Regions from separate parts of the Mus musculus genome. Here region 2 is linked to region 1. Evidence: chromatin contacts called from public HiChIP or PLAC-seq data. All regions are on one chromosome and are shown on one strand. The core of a region is the stretch at or near the end of the contact, and the rest is flanking DNA. Distances in the headings are between cores, read along the strand shown. Region 1 has its middle 51 kb from the start of Gm23523. Region 2 overlaps Atf6 (activating transcription factor 6).

What was found. HiChIP or PLAC-seq counts read pairs in DNA pulled down with a chosen protein or histone mark.
Region 2: a contact with region 1 is called in a CTCF HiChIP or PLAC-seq map of the NIH/3T3 cell line, with 9 read pairs. The contact joins two enhancer-like sites. A contact is called at or near these places in 7 of 39 promoter capture datasets (the 3T3-L1 cell line, the HPC-7 cell line, HPC-7-derived erythroid cells and 3 more), 1 of 15 datasets of contacts at CTCF or cohesin (the NIH/3T3 cell line), 6 of 484 Hi-C or Micro-C datasets (brown adipocytes, embryonic fibroblasts, liver and 3 more) and 2 of 115 datasets of contacts at active chromatin or transcription factors (embryonic fibroblasts and pancreatic cancer cells).

Annotation. Positions count from the first base shown.
Region 1 is chr1:170,697,543-170,703,471 of GRCm38.p6, forward strand. No RefSeq gene overlaps it. Among named protein-coding and RNA genes, the nearest start is that of Gm23523, 51 kb to the right of the region's middle. Within about 2 kb of position 2,354, at least 36 of the 459 cell types and tissues checked have an H3K27ac peak or open chromatin away from gene starts, as enhancers often do. A contact at or near this core is called in the NIH/3T3 cell line and embryonic fibroblasts, where this site is marked.
Region 2 is chr1:170,826,800-170,832,728 of GRCm38.p6, forward strand. The region is part of intron 7 of Atf6 (activating transcription factor 6); the gene reads right to left. Among named protein-coding and RNA genes, the nearest start is that of Gm25235, 3.1 kb to the right of the region's middle. Within about 2 kb of position 2,767, at least 18 of the 459 cell types and tissues checked have an H3K27ac peak or open chromatin away from gene starts, as enhancers often do. A contact at or near this core is called in the NIH/3T3 cell line and embryonic fibroblasts, where this site is marked.

The DNA of each region.
Region 1 (5,929 bases), core at 1,104-3,603:
TGGGCACATGCACTATAATGCGTAGACATGGGGGTCAGAGGACAACTTTGTGAGAGCTGTTTCTCTCCTTCCACCGTAAGGATCTCAGGGACTGATTTCGGATCTTCGGGCTGGAGGCCACCTCACACTCTCAACAGCCCCTGATACCCCCAGGCTCCAAATGGCCTCTGGGTTACTCTGCCCTTCTAAATCTTCTCACTGGCAGAGGAATTCCTGTTTGCCTCCATAGACCCATGCAAACTCCTTCACCTCACAATGGTCACTTCTGTTATGGAGGGGCCGCTTTCTCCCATGATGCATTTGCAGAACAGAAAGGGCCTTCACAGGGATGCCCTTTTGGTCATCGCATTCCTGCAGGACAAACCATCCCGCCCTCTGTGACTCCAAGGGGCCAGGGCCTTTATTTCTCTCCTGTCTCTTAAAGAGCAAGTGACTGCATATGGCCCCCAGGCCTTGCTGCCTTTTGAACTCTGAGGAAGCCAGTCTACCTTTTGTTTCTCTGTGACACCCAGGCCAGTGGTCATGATAAATTGGAGGCTGCACAGAAAGCTGGGAGGGCTGCCAGCAACTGGACCTCTCTCCCGCAGGAAACTGCTGACTAGAAATACTGGAGCCACCAAGGCAGCTCCTGGCTACTGGGCTCGAAGAGTTATAGTATGAATCCTCAGAGCATTCAAGCATAGCTGGCAGGCCAGGCCAGGCCAGAGGGAGGATGCGGCCAGAGTAATAGCATTAAAGGTCTACCATGTCCAAAGGGAGTGGCACTGGCGAGTAGATCCTTCAGTATCCTGACACATTTGATGATGGGCCCCTCACAAGACAATGTGCTTCCCTGAGCATCTCTTCGGAACCTCCTGAGAACAATGTCAAATGGTAGGGAGCAGAATGGAATGGGGTGCATGCGTGTCATATGCCAGCATCTTCCCGGATAGTCTCCCCAGTGAAGCTGGGACTTCCCAGTCTGTGCTGAGGTGTGCTGGAAGTTAGAGCCTTTTTCCATGTGACATGGTTGACATTTCCATTCTGTAGGGGCTTGTCACAGCAGGTGGGCTACAAGGTCACCATCCCATTATGAGGAGTCTCTTGATGTTATACATAGTCACTATAAAATCTTTCCTCCAAGAATTTAAGAGCTTGTGTGCTTTCCCTTGGTTTTTATCTTTATGGTTCCTTCCTTCCTTCCTTCCTTCCTTCCTTCCTTCCTTCCTTCCTTCCTTCCTTCCTTCCTTCCTTCCTTCCTTCCTTCCTCTCTCTCTCTCTCTCCCTCTCTCTCTCTCTCTCTCTCTCTCTCTCTTTCTCTCTCTTTTTCTTTTTCTTTTTTTCTCTGACTCAGAATTTGGATGGCTCTCCCAAAGTCACTAGAGTGTGATCTAAGAATGAGAGTGGTGCCAGGCTCAAGGGTTGAGCTGCTTTTCTGCACCCCGATAAACAAACATGGGAGCTGAGACTGAAGCTGGCCTGTCTGCCCCTTGGCACCGTTCCTAGGCTACTCCTGAAGCACAGGCCCTCTCTCCCTAGGAGACTTCCAAGAGGGGGGATTTGGCCTTCCCACCTACGGGTATGGGGTCCTCTCTTGGGGGCATGAGGAGGAGGAAAGGGACTGAGGGCACTGCAGGGTCTTATTCTTTCCCTTGAGTACCTATGTGACCAGAAGCTGTGTGCTAAGCTTCTTCCCTGGAAACCCTCCAACTCCAGGCGCCTTAGGCTGGGAGTGTTTGGTCACCGACCACGTTTGAATTCTTCCATCTTCTCAGGAGTGGCTCCTTCTTCTTTTTTGGTCTTTGTGTTGCTTCAGGCTTCTTCTTGGGTCAGCCGCTATCCTTTCTCACCAACTCCTCACACCAACCCAAGCCTTCTCTCTCCCCCTCTGTTTATACCATTTCTAGCAGTTTCTCTGAGGACAGAGGCTTGGGAGCCAAATCTTCTCACCTCTCTCTCTCTCTCTCTCTCTCTCTCTCTCTCTCTCTCTCTCTCTCTCTCTCTCTCTCTCCCCTCCCCTCCCCCAGGCCTCCCTGTTCTCCCCTCTTCTTCCCTCAGTCCTATTCTCTCTCCTTCCAAGAACATGCCATTGCTTCCCAGAACGTTCCATTTGCAGTCATGGCTATTTTCATGTGTTTCCCGTTCTAACATCGCAGAGGAATGTCTGACGTCATCTCCACAAGAGAATCCAATAGCCACCCACCCCAGTTACTCTCTCCTTTCCTTTCTTTGCTAGATCTTTGCTCGGTCTTGACTCTATTTAAATGCAACTTTCTCTGTGTGTCGCTGGAACCCTGTTCTACCCTGAGTGTCTTGAATTGTGTTGCTTCATAACCATCCGATGTAGGTCTCAAGGGACCTGACTCGTTGGCTCCGAACTTGTCTACACAGTAGAATCATCTCAGGAAATGTAACATTCCTATGTTTAGATCACACCCTATGGCAATTAAGTCAGAATGTCTGGGGGTGGGAACCAGCCTGCAGTCAGTTTTAAACACTCCCAATGATTCCAATAGATCTCAGAGATTGGGAGCCACCAGTATAAAGAGGGTTGTGCTGAAGGGAGTGAGAGCCTGCAACCCACTGGATATACTCCAGTGGGGGAACTGTGAAGACAAGAGAGGAGGGTCCAGGATCCCTTCCAGGTACACCCGACCTCTCCCAGCCTGTGTCTTAGGAAGGGCTGATCACCAGCCCAGGAGACTTCCTGCTTCATCAGCAGAGGGTGCGATCTCAAACAGGACATCTCAGAAGCCATGGGTCTGGAGGAGAGCAAGCAGTCAGTGTGTTTCCTTTCTGGAGTCAGACCCCCAAGCCCTGGATGCTTGCTGGTTTGGCTGAGCATATGTACCTGGGAAAGGATCTAATCCTGACTCCTGTCTCTTTGGCTGAGGCTGCAGCCAGCTGGGACAGCAGGAGGCCATGCATCCAACCAAGGATGGGAGACTGAGAATGTTTGTGATGACCCCCGTGGTCTTTCAAAATAGCAGTCAAAAAAAAAGAAAAGAAAAGAAAAGAAAAGAAAAGAAAAGAAAAGAAGAGAAAAGAAAAGAAAAGAAAAAGGAAGCTGCAGAAGACTTACCTGTGGCAGAGTCTCAAGGTCCTTAGCTCCAGCGGCTTGGGCAGGCATCTTCATACAAGGCTGTCAGATACCTGTGTGAATCCTTCTATACCTGTTTAAACAGATTACTGGGCCTAGCCAGCCCCAGGGTCTGCCATGGTTACTTTTCTATTGCTTTGATAAGATACTATGACAAAGGCAAAAGCAGTGTGCACGGTGAATGCTCTGTGGTGACATGTGGTGACATGTGGTGACATGCAAACACAGGTGATGAATGCCAGTTTTTCGCCTATTCTGGAAAGACAATCTATGTTTCTGGCTTTGTAAAGACTCAACAAAGCAACTCAAAATACTGTTCTGGTTTAACATGCCCCAAACCCTATGTCCAGAGCACACTGCCCATAGCATTTCTGGGCCTCACACAATGAATGAGACCCTGAGGGGGTTCCTGACTGTCTAAACATCACTGCCTCGCAGAAATGACAAGTATTTAACAAACATCTACTTCAGAGGTGGTGAAAAGGGAAAAAATATCCGATTTCTGTGAGTTCAAGCCTCTTTCTGGGTGGCTTCTGTCCTGCTAACCTGAACCAGATAATCACTCCAGGGAGAGGAATTAGCCTGCCGGTTGCAATGTGCCTCTAGAGGTGCTCGCCAGGATGGTCACCCACAGAACCATTTACAACAAAGGCCTCAATGCTTCAGCCTCCTTCCTGCCCAGGCTGTTTAAATTAAGATGAATTTCCAGGTCCTCCCAGCTGGTGGCTTGATGGAAAAGGCCTGGCCTGACTCACGGCAACCTCCTCCTGGTTGTACCAGGGCTGTTGGATTTTGTCTTCTAAGAGACTGCCAGACTCAAAAGGGGCAATGTGCTGGTCTGATGTGAAAAATGTTGCTTAGCAGTGGGGAATTCCAGCAATTTGAAACCAGAGGCAATGTGGTAGACACACCATTTGTATCCTGGGACCAGCAGTCAAATGAGGGGGGGACTCTGTGGCTATGGTAAGGCCCTGGCCAGTGAGCTTTCCACACGCCATCTCTCTCCTGGGATCAACTTGTGTCTTGGTTTTATGCTTTTAGGCTGACCAGAAACTTCTAGAGGCTGCCTTTTCTACTGTGGGGACAGAGGGTGACCACATGGAACCAGGAGCAGATACTGTACAAGCATCGCCAGGAGAAAAAGTATTGTCCAGCCTCTGTGCAGTTTCCCACGACCTACCGCTAGATGCTTGAGCCTGTTACATCACTTAGACTGTGGTTAGGAGTTTACATTCCACGGCCAGTTCTTCTAGCCCACTGTCTATGAGGGAAGAGTCCACGAATCCCACTGGTGCCCAGACAATGGCCATGACCCCAGAGACGTGAGAAGTCAGGCGGGACACCTAAGAAATAAAAGAGACTCTGAGTTCTTCCTGGGAACTGAGTCACTGTTTAAAAAATCATGAGCTGTAAACAACTGCAGATGCCACTTTTAAAAATTCATCTCAAAAGGTTCTCCATTTAAAGGCACATAGATTTCAAGAAGTCTTGCAAAGCAATTCATGTCATAAAGTGGTCCATTTATTAATGCAGTGCCTTGCATTTATTGTAAGCTACATCCTGCACTGCTAGACCAATATATTGTGTGGTTGGTAATCTCTTACCAATCTCAGAGTCTAAGACTCTCACCAGGAATTTATTTTGTGAGGAAAATTCTTAAGGCAGGGAAAAGCTGTGTAGAAGCACATACTGAAGAGCGGGCAGTGCATGCATCCTGGGACTAGGGTTGCATGTTATGTCCCACCACGTAACTCAGACAGATAGAGAGCACAAAGGCTGCTGTCCAGGGGAGGGAGTGTAACAGCTGTTCCCCATGCAGTCAGCACTGAGGGGCTTCTGAGGGAATGAGTGACTCATGGCAACCTCCTCAGCACTTGCCTTTGGTGAAGTTCCCCTTTCCTGAACACCCTGGCTGCACATGTTGCATGGTTTGGTTTCTTTCTCTCTGCTTTGTCACCTGTTGTCATCTTTTATGGATGGCCTCAAAGGGTGAAAGCCAATGAAGAAAGAGGGCTGTGGCTTTCCAATCATCAGAGTTAATGTCAACGACAGGCTTCACTGCGTACTAGTCATAAGATCCTAGGATCCTATGACTAAGAAGTTAATCCCTTCTGTTTCTTCACCTGTGATGTGTGTGGATAATGATAACTATGACTAGGCTGATATCTTTTAAAAACCTTTTGTTTTAGTGTGTGTGTGTGTGTATATGTGTGTGTGTGTGTGTGTGTGTGTGTATAAAACCATATCTTCTGGAAGATGAAGCTCTCTTAACCGCTGAACCCTCTCTCCAGCCTTTCTAACACTTCTTTGAAGCTTAAATGATTCGTGCTTGCAAAGCCTTAGAACAATGTCTGGCAGAAAGCTACACCTTCGATAAGCACCAGCTATTACCATTAACTGAACCAAGGAAGGATTCTCTCCCAGGGCTTGTATAGATTATATCACACGAGTGTGACGCACAGAAATATGCTACAGATTTCCTGGGATCTGAATCAGCAGTTGGAGACATTGCTGAGTTGCACCAGAAGAGGCTTCTACTTAAGACATCGTGTATTGCACAACCAAGTGTCATTCGTGGTTGCCCTTTGGGATTTAAAAGCTGGCTTGACCTACATCCACATAGAGCAGGAGGTGCCAGGGGTCTGTCCTATAGGAATTTGATGGTCATAGTGGGTTGAGTGGGGGGAACTGTTTTCTTTTCCTGTCCCTACTGACTCGTCAGCATATGGCTCTGCCTTGCTGAACTGTTGGCATGCTTTCTTCGTTCATTGTGGCACCCTTATTTCCTTCCTTGCCAGAACAAGAGGTAGAAAGCTGCACACCTGCTTTGACAGAAGAGTTTGGCAAAGG
Region 2 (5,929 bases), core at 1,517-4,016, 130 kb after region 1:
CGCAGTGCCCATGGAGGCCAGAAAAGGGCATTGGTACCCCCTGGAACTCGAGTTACAGGCAACTATGAGCCACCATGTTGGTAATGAGACTAGAACCAAGTCTTCTAGAAGAGCAGCCAGAGCTCTTAATCACTGAGCCATCACCATCCCTACCTTTCAGCTTTAAGTCCTGATGGGGTACAATCTCCAATATATATTAAGAAAAGCAAGTTGCAAGACAGTGTGTACATGAGCTACTATTTCTTTAGAAGAGGTCATTTAGCAAAAGCTTTAAGTGTGTACATAATAAAGAGCCATCTCAGGACAGGAGGGCAGAAAACTGGTGAAGGCGACTGCTTTAGAGATGGGAACTAACTGATCAGCAAAGCACTATCTCCCTCGGGTGAGCCCCAAGGTAAGACTATAGGACAGACTATCAGAGAAAAGAGGGTAAAGTATTTAATTATTGAAGATATAAGTCAACATGCTTTCAAATAATTACTTACTAGCTTTATCAGGTAGCAAACTGAAAGACATAAAGAACACTTGAAGTTAGCCAGGCATGGTGGTGCACACCTTCAGTCCCAGCACTAGGGAAACAGACACAGGGAGATGTGTGAGTTCAAGGACAAATTGGTCTATATAGGAAGTTCTGAGCCCACAAGAGACACACAGTGAGACCCTGCCTCAAAAAACCACTAATGTTGACACAGCATGAGTTCATCACAGCTCAGCACATGAAGAGGGGAGGGAGGACTGTCAGTGTCCCTTCACAGAGCCACTGCAATCACAAATTTTAATTTATAATAGCTTTATTCAAGATAAATTTTTAGACAACCCCAAACTCCATTGAAGAGAAACTGCAAATACTTTAACAAAGCATAGTTTTCTTTTATTTGCAGTCATTGGTAGTAGCAAAGCCAAAAGCTAGTCAGCACAAAAGTGACTTTTTCCTTCTGAAATCTGGACAGCTTCTAAGAGCACCAAATCTTTCCTACTGAAATTATTCTGACAGATTCCTTGACTCTGCAGCCTAAAGAAATATCATGGTCTTGATGCTCTTAACAAAAGCTTTAACAAAATGATTTTTTAAAAGGCATTCGGTTGCTAAAAGTTGTCTACTCATTCTCTCTCTGATTTAAGATAGGATAAAAGGAGAGCCAATTCACATTTAGCCCTAAAAGAGGACCTTGGATGTTTAGTGTTTAGAGGTTTGATTTGGTTTCTGAAAAAGAACACAAGTAGAGTGCCCGTTACTTTACATTGTAAATAGACTGTAGAATTACATCGTTCTTGAGAAACATCCTTCAAGGGGGGTCTCTAGTGAGCTTTATTCCTTACTGGACAAGCTAAGAATGCAAAGTTATAACCATCTGTGACGGGAGTTAACCAGTCATTTCTTGGTGTCATGCTCCCTACAGAAACTTTGAAAGAGGAGCTACAGAGTCCCTCTGGTAAAGGAGAAGGGCTGCTTCCACCTTGCTGTAAAAATGGAAGACTTCCAAGTTCATATTTGTCCATTGGATGAAAAGAGCACATCCACAGCACTTCAACCTAACACCCGAAATCTCGAACTTTTTAATACCATTTCTAGAAAAAAAGGAATCATAATACAAGCTGGAGAGATAGCTTGGCTAGAGCAGTGGCTGCTCTTCCAGAGGTCCTGAGTTCAATTCTCAGCAACCAACTGTAATGGGATCTGATGCCCTCTTCAGGTGAGTCTACAGACAGTTACAATGTACTCATATACATAGGATAAATAAATAGCTCTTTTAAAAAATTAAAGAGAAAAGGAAAAGAAATGCAAAATCCAATTTGGAACTGGAGAATGCCCTTTTCAGTATTCCTAATGCCCGCAGGCATGTGGGAAGGAATTCTCCCCTACCTTAGTAACCTTCTTTCCATGATAGCTCTGTGGACCTGACACAGGAGTTCAAAAAAAGATAGCCCTCTTGGAAAGGTGTGTGTGTGTGTGCGTGCATGCACACACGTGTACACGTGTCCATGAATGTTCATGTTTGTGTGTCAAGGTCTCCAATCAGAAAAGATTGGAAAGTGTGCAGAGTGAAGAAGGGTTTAATAGATGTCCCATAGAGTGAATGGGTAGGCAGGGAGAAACGGCTAGGGCCTCTAGCAACACAGTGTCAATCACTCTCACCTCTTAGGTTCTTTCTAGTTCTGTACTAATTCATGATCTTTTCCTTTCCATTGTTCCAGGCAATGAATTTCAGTAAAACTCTCAGCTATGTTGGTCCACTATAAAATATATAGAATATAATTTCACCACATTTTTCATGGTCCTTTATCCCAGTAACTCAAATCTCATAATTTTAAAATCCTAAATTAAGGTGATTAGGGCTCATGAACTGTTGAGAGGAGAAGAGATGGAAACAATGTAACAGACTTAAACAGAATGCTCCAGCCTAACCTCACACCTGGCAACATTCAACTGCCCTTCAACAGAAAGATACCCATGCTCTCTACCAAGCCAACTTTATAATTCCAGAATTTCATTTAACAGAGTACATAGAGAATGTCTATACTAAAATAAAATGTCTATTTTTTTCATCAGGATCAGAGCTAAAACCAAACTGTACTTCTTGAAAATGTAGGTAAGGTTTCCAAGAGTTAAACATAACAGATTTACCAGCAAAGGCAGGAAGACTGAAATTATAATCTGAGCCAGGCAAACTGTTTCATAACAGAAAATGTGGCACTTAATGTAGTCTGCAGAAGATGGTATGCTAGCAACGCTACGTATGGCGGTAGCTGGCCCCTAGAGAATGCGGCTTGCCAAACAAAAGAATTCAAAACAGGTAGGGAATGAGTAGCCATGTCAACATTACAAAGCCACGAAAGACTGATAGTAGTTTTCTGAATTACAACTTTTCCACCATATGGTTTAAAAGCACAAAAATGGCACGACATGAAAAACTGAGGGATACATTTTGAATCAAGACTAACTACACTAACTCACATTTAAGGAGACTTAAAAAACATATGCATGCTACTAACATAGAGGCTGTTCCGGTGGCTCAGTCCTCTCTACAGCTCCTTCTAGAGCAGGCTTTACTTTGGGTGCCTTGGGAAGATTAGCAGACTAATGCTTTTCTACCTCAAAGAAATATGAAAAACTCACATTGAAAAGTCTTGACTCATTTCCTATGTGGTGGTTTGAATAACAAGGCCTCCCCCTTCCCACCTCTACCATGCCCCTCTCAAAGACTCCTATATTTGAATGCTTAGTCACCAGGGAGTGGCACTATTTGAGAAAGATTAAGAGGTGTGACCTTATTAGAGAAAGTGTGTCACTGAAGCCCATTCTAGACCCACTTCTCTCTCAGGATATAGCTTTCAGCTACTTCTTCAGCACCATGTCTGCCTGCATGCCACCATGCTGCCTGCCATGATGATAATGGACTAAACCTCTGAAACTGTAAGCAAGACTCCACTTAAATGTTTTCTCTTATACGAGTTGCTTTGGTCATGGTGCCTCTTCACAGCAATAGAACAGTGACTAAGATACCCTGCTATGCTATAAATGAAAACAGCTCAGAAACTGCGATTCTGTTTAACTGGAAGATCATCCTAATAGTCTTTTGGTCTCTTATATTAAACACAGACTACATCAATATCCCTTTTATAATTCTGTCAGCTCTAATTTCTGAATCAGAGCCAATACTACTAACAATAAAAGATAACACTCATCAATACAGATACACTCTCATCTCAAACATCCTAACTAAGGTGTTTACTAAGACTTTGTCAGCAAGTTACTCAAAACTTCCCAGAGTCCTCTAAATACTGCAAAAGCAGAACATATGTTCTTTCACATCAAACAACCAATGAAAGATGTCTGGCTAACAGACCAACATGCAATTAACTGAATTTGTTTGGAGATTACAAATGGTTCAGGGAATCCATCACTGTCAGCATTCAGCTGCCTATTAATCACAGTCTAAAAAGAAAACTGGCCTCCAGTATCTAAACATAATGTCTGTATCTACAAGCTTAGGATTTGAAGAGCTCTTTCTATCACTTACCTGCACCTGTTCCAGATGACCCACTGGAATAACCCAGAAGAATTCTGTTGTCCACATGACACCCTACCTTTCCTAACAGATAGCTCCTTTGTCTACCTTCAGTCTTCTCTTTTAATGTACTGAATCACTACAATCCTTAAACAGTCTTCTATGGCATGGTCTCTTGGGGATGGGACGGGTACTAAAGATTGAACCTAGGGCCTGTGCATGCCAAGCAAGCACTGTGCTACGGACCACATTTCCAGCCCTCAGTTTTTAGAAACCTTTCCCATCTTTTGTTCCTCTGGAATTCTAAACACTTGGGATATTATAATTGTTAAAAAAAAATATGACTATGTTAATATTTAACAACTACACCATACTATCATTCTACTTAAAGTTCTAAGGTAATGTCAAATGTTTTCTACTGTTAGTTTCATTCGGGAATATCACACACACAAAAAATGCCAAACTCCTAATTTCAAAATTATTCAGAAGATATTTGAAGGGATCTTTGAATTGTTGGAGAAGCAAAGGCCACAGCTGGAAGCCAGGACAGGGAATCCCTGCTAGAGGAATAAGTTCTGTTTCCTGAGTCGGGTTTTAAGTTAAATTCTGTGTGCCCTACCTCTTCCTCTTCAACACCTTTCCTTTCTTAGACCTTAAACCCAAGCCCTGTGTACACAGCAGTCACCCAATGCCCTTCCTTACCCACTTCATGTACTCCAGAAAGCCAGTCAGGAAGTTAAAATGCTACTTTTACACTGCAAGGAAGGGGACAAATCCCTGAACCCTTGTCCCTGACAGCCCCACAGTCTCACTCCCCTTCAGCACTGAATCTCCTAAGGGGTCTCCCCAGAAGGAATGGAACTGAAAGCCTGGTATTAGAACCAGCGCCTATCCCCTGTCATGTGGAACGACTGCCCTGGTATAAACTTGATCGCATCCACCAAGGTCAGAGGTCCTAGATAGTTTGGGGGATATACAGACATGTACTTGGGGTGGGGGTGGGGGAGTGGGTCATATCTCCCTGTTCTTGTTAATCTCCATGATTGTACTGGCTAGTTTTGTGTCAACTTGACACAGTGGGAGTTATCACAGACAAAGGAGCTTCAGTTGAGGAAATGCCTCCATAAGATCCAACTGTAAGGCATTTTCTCAATTAGTGATCAAGGGGGAAAGGCCCCTTGTAGGTGGGACCATCTCTGGGCTTGTAGTCTTGGGTTCCATAAGAGAGCAGGCTGAGCAAGCCAGGGGAAGCAGGCCAGTAAAGAACATCCCTCCATGGCCTCTGCATCAGCTCCTGCTTCCTGACCTGCTTGAGTTCCAGTCCTGACTTCCTTTGGTGATGAACAGCAGTATGGAAGTGTAAGCTGAATAAACCCTTTCCTCCCCAACTTGCTTCTTGGTCATGGTGTTTGGGCAGGAATAGAAACCCTGACTAAGACAATGATAATAAAATATGCATGTCTAAGGAAAAAAATAAAAGGAAAAGTCTCCACCTTTTTAAAATGTTCTGGTTTCCTGGTCCTGTGAAAAGCATGCTCTTTTAGTTCCTTGAGACAGGGGTTCTCTGTGCAGCTGACTGTCTTGGAACTTGCTCTGTAGACCAGGCTGGCTTCAAACTCAGAGATCTGGCTACCTCTGCCTCCTAAGTGCTGGGATTAAAGGCGTGTGCCACCACCACCCAGCTACTGGTTAAACTTTTTAAATAAATAAATAAATAAATAAATAAATAAATAAATAAATAAATAAATAAATAAATGAAACCCTCACAGAATATTTTTGAATTTCTGCTATCGTCATTCTCTTTCTACATACTACATACTAGAAAATCTCCTACCTACTAGAAGAGAAAGCCAGCTTCTATAGCTAGCTACGCCTTTCCAATATTGCTTCCTCTGTGCCGTGTTCACCAGAAGCCTTTT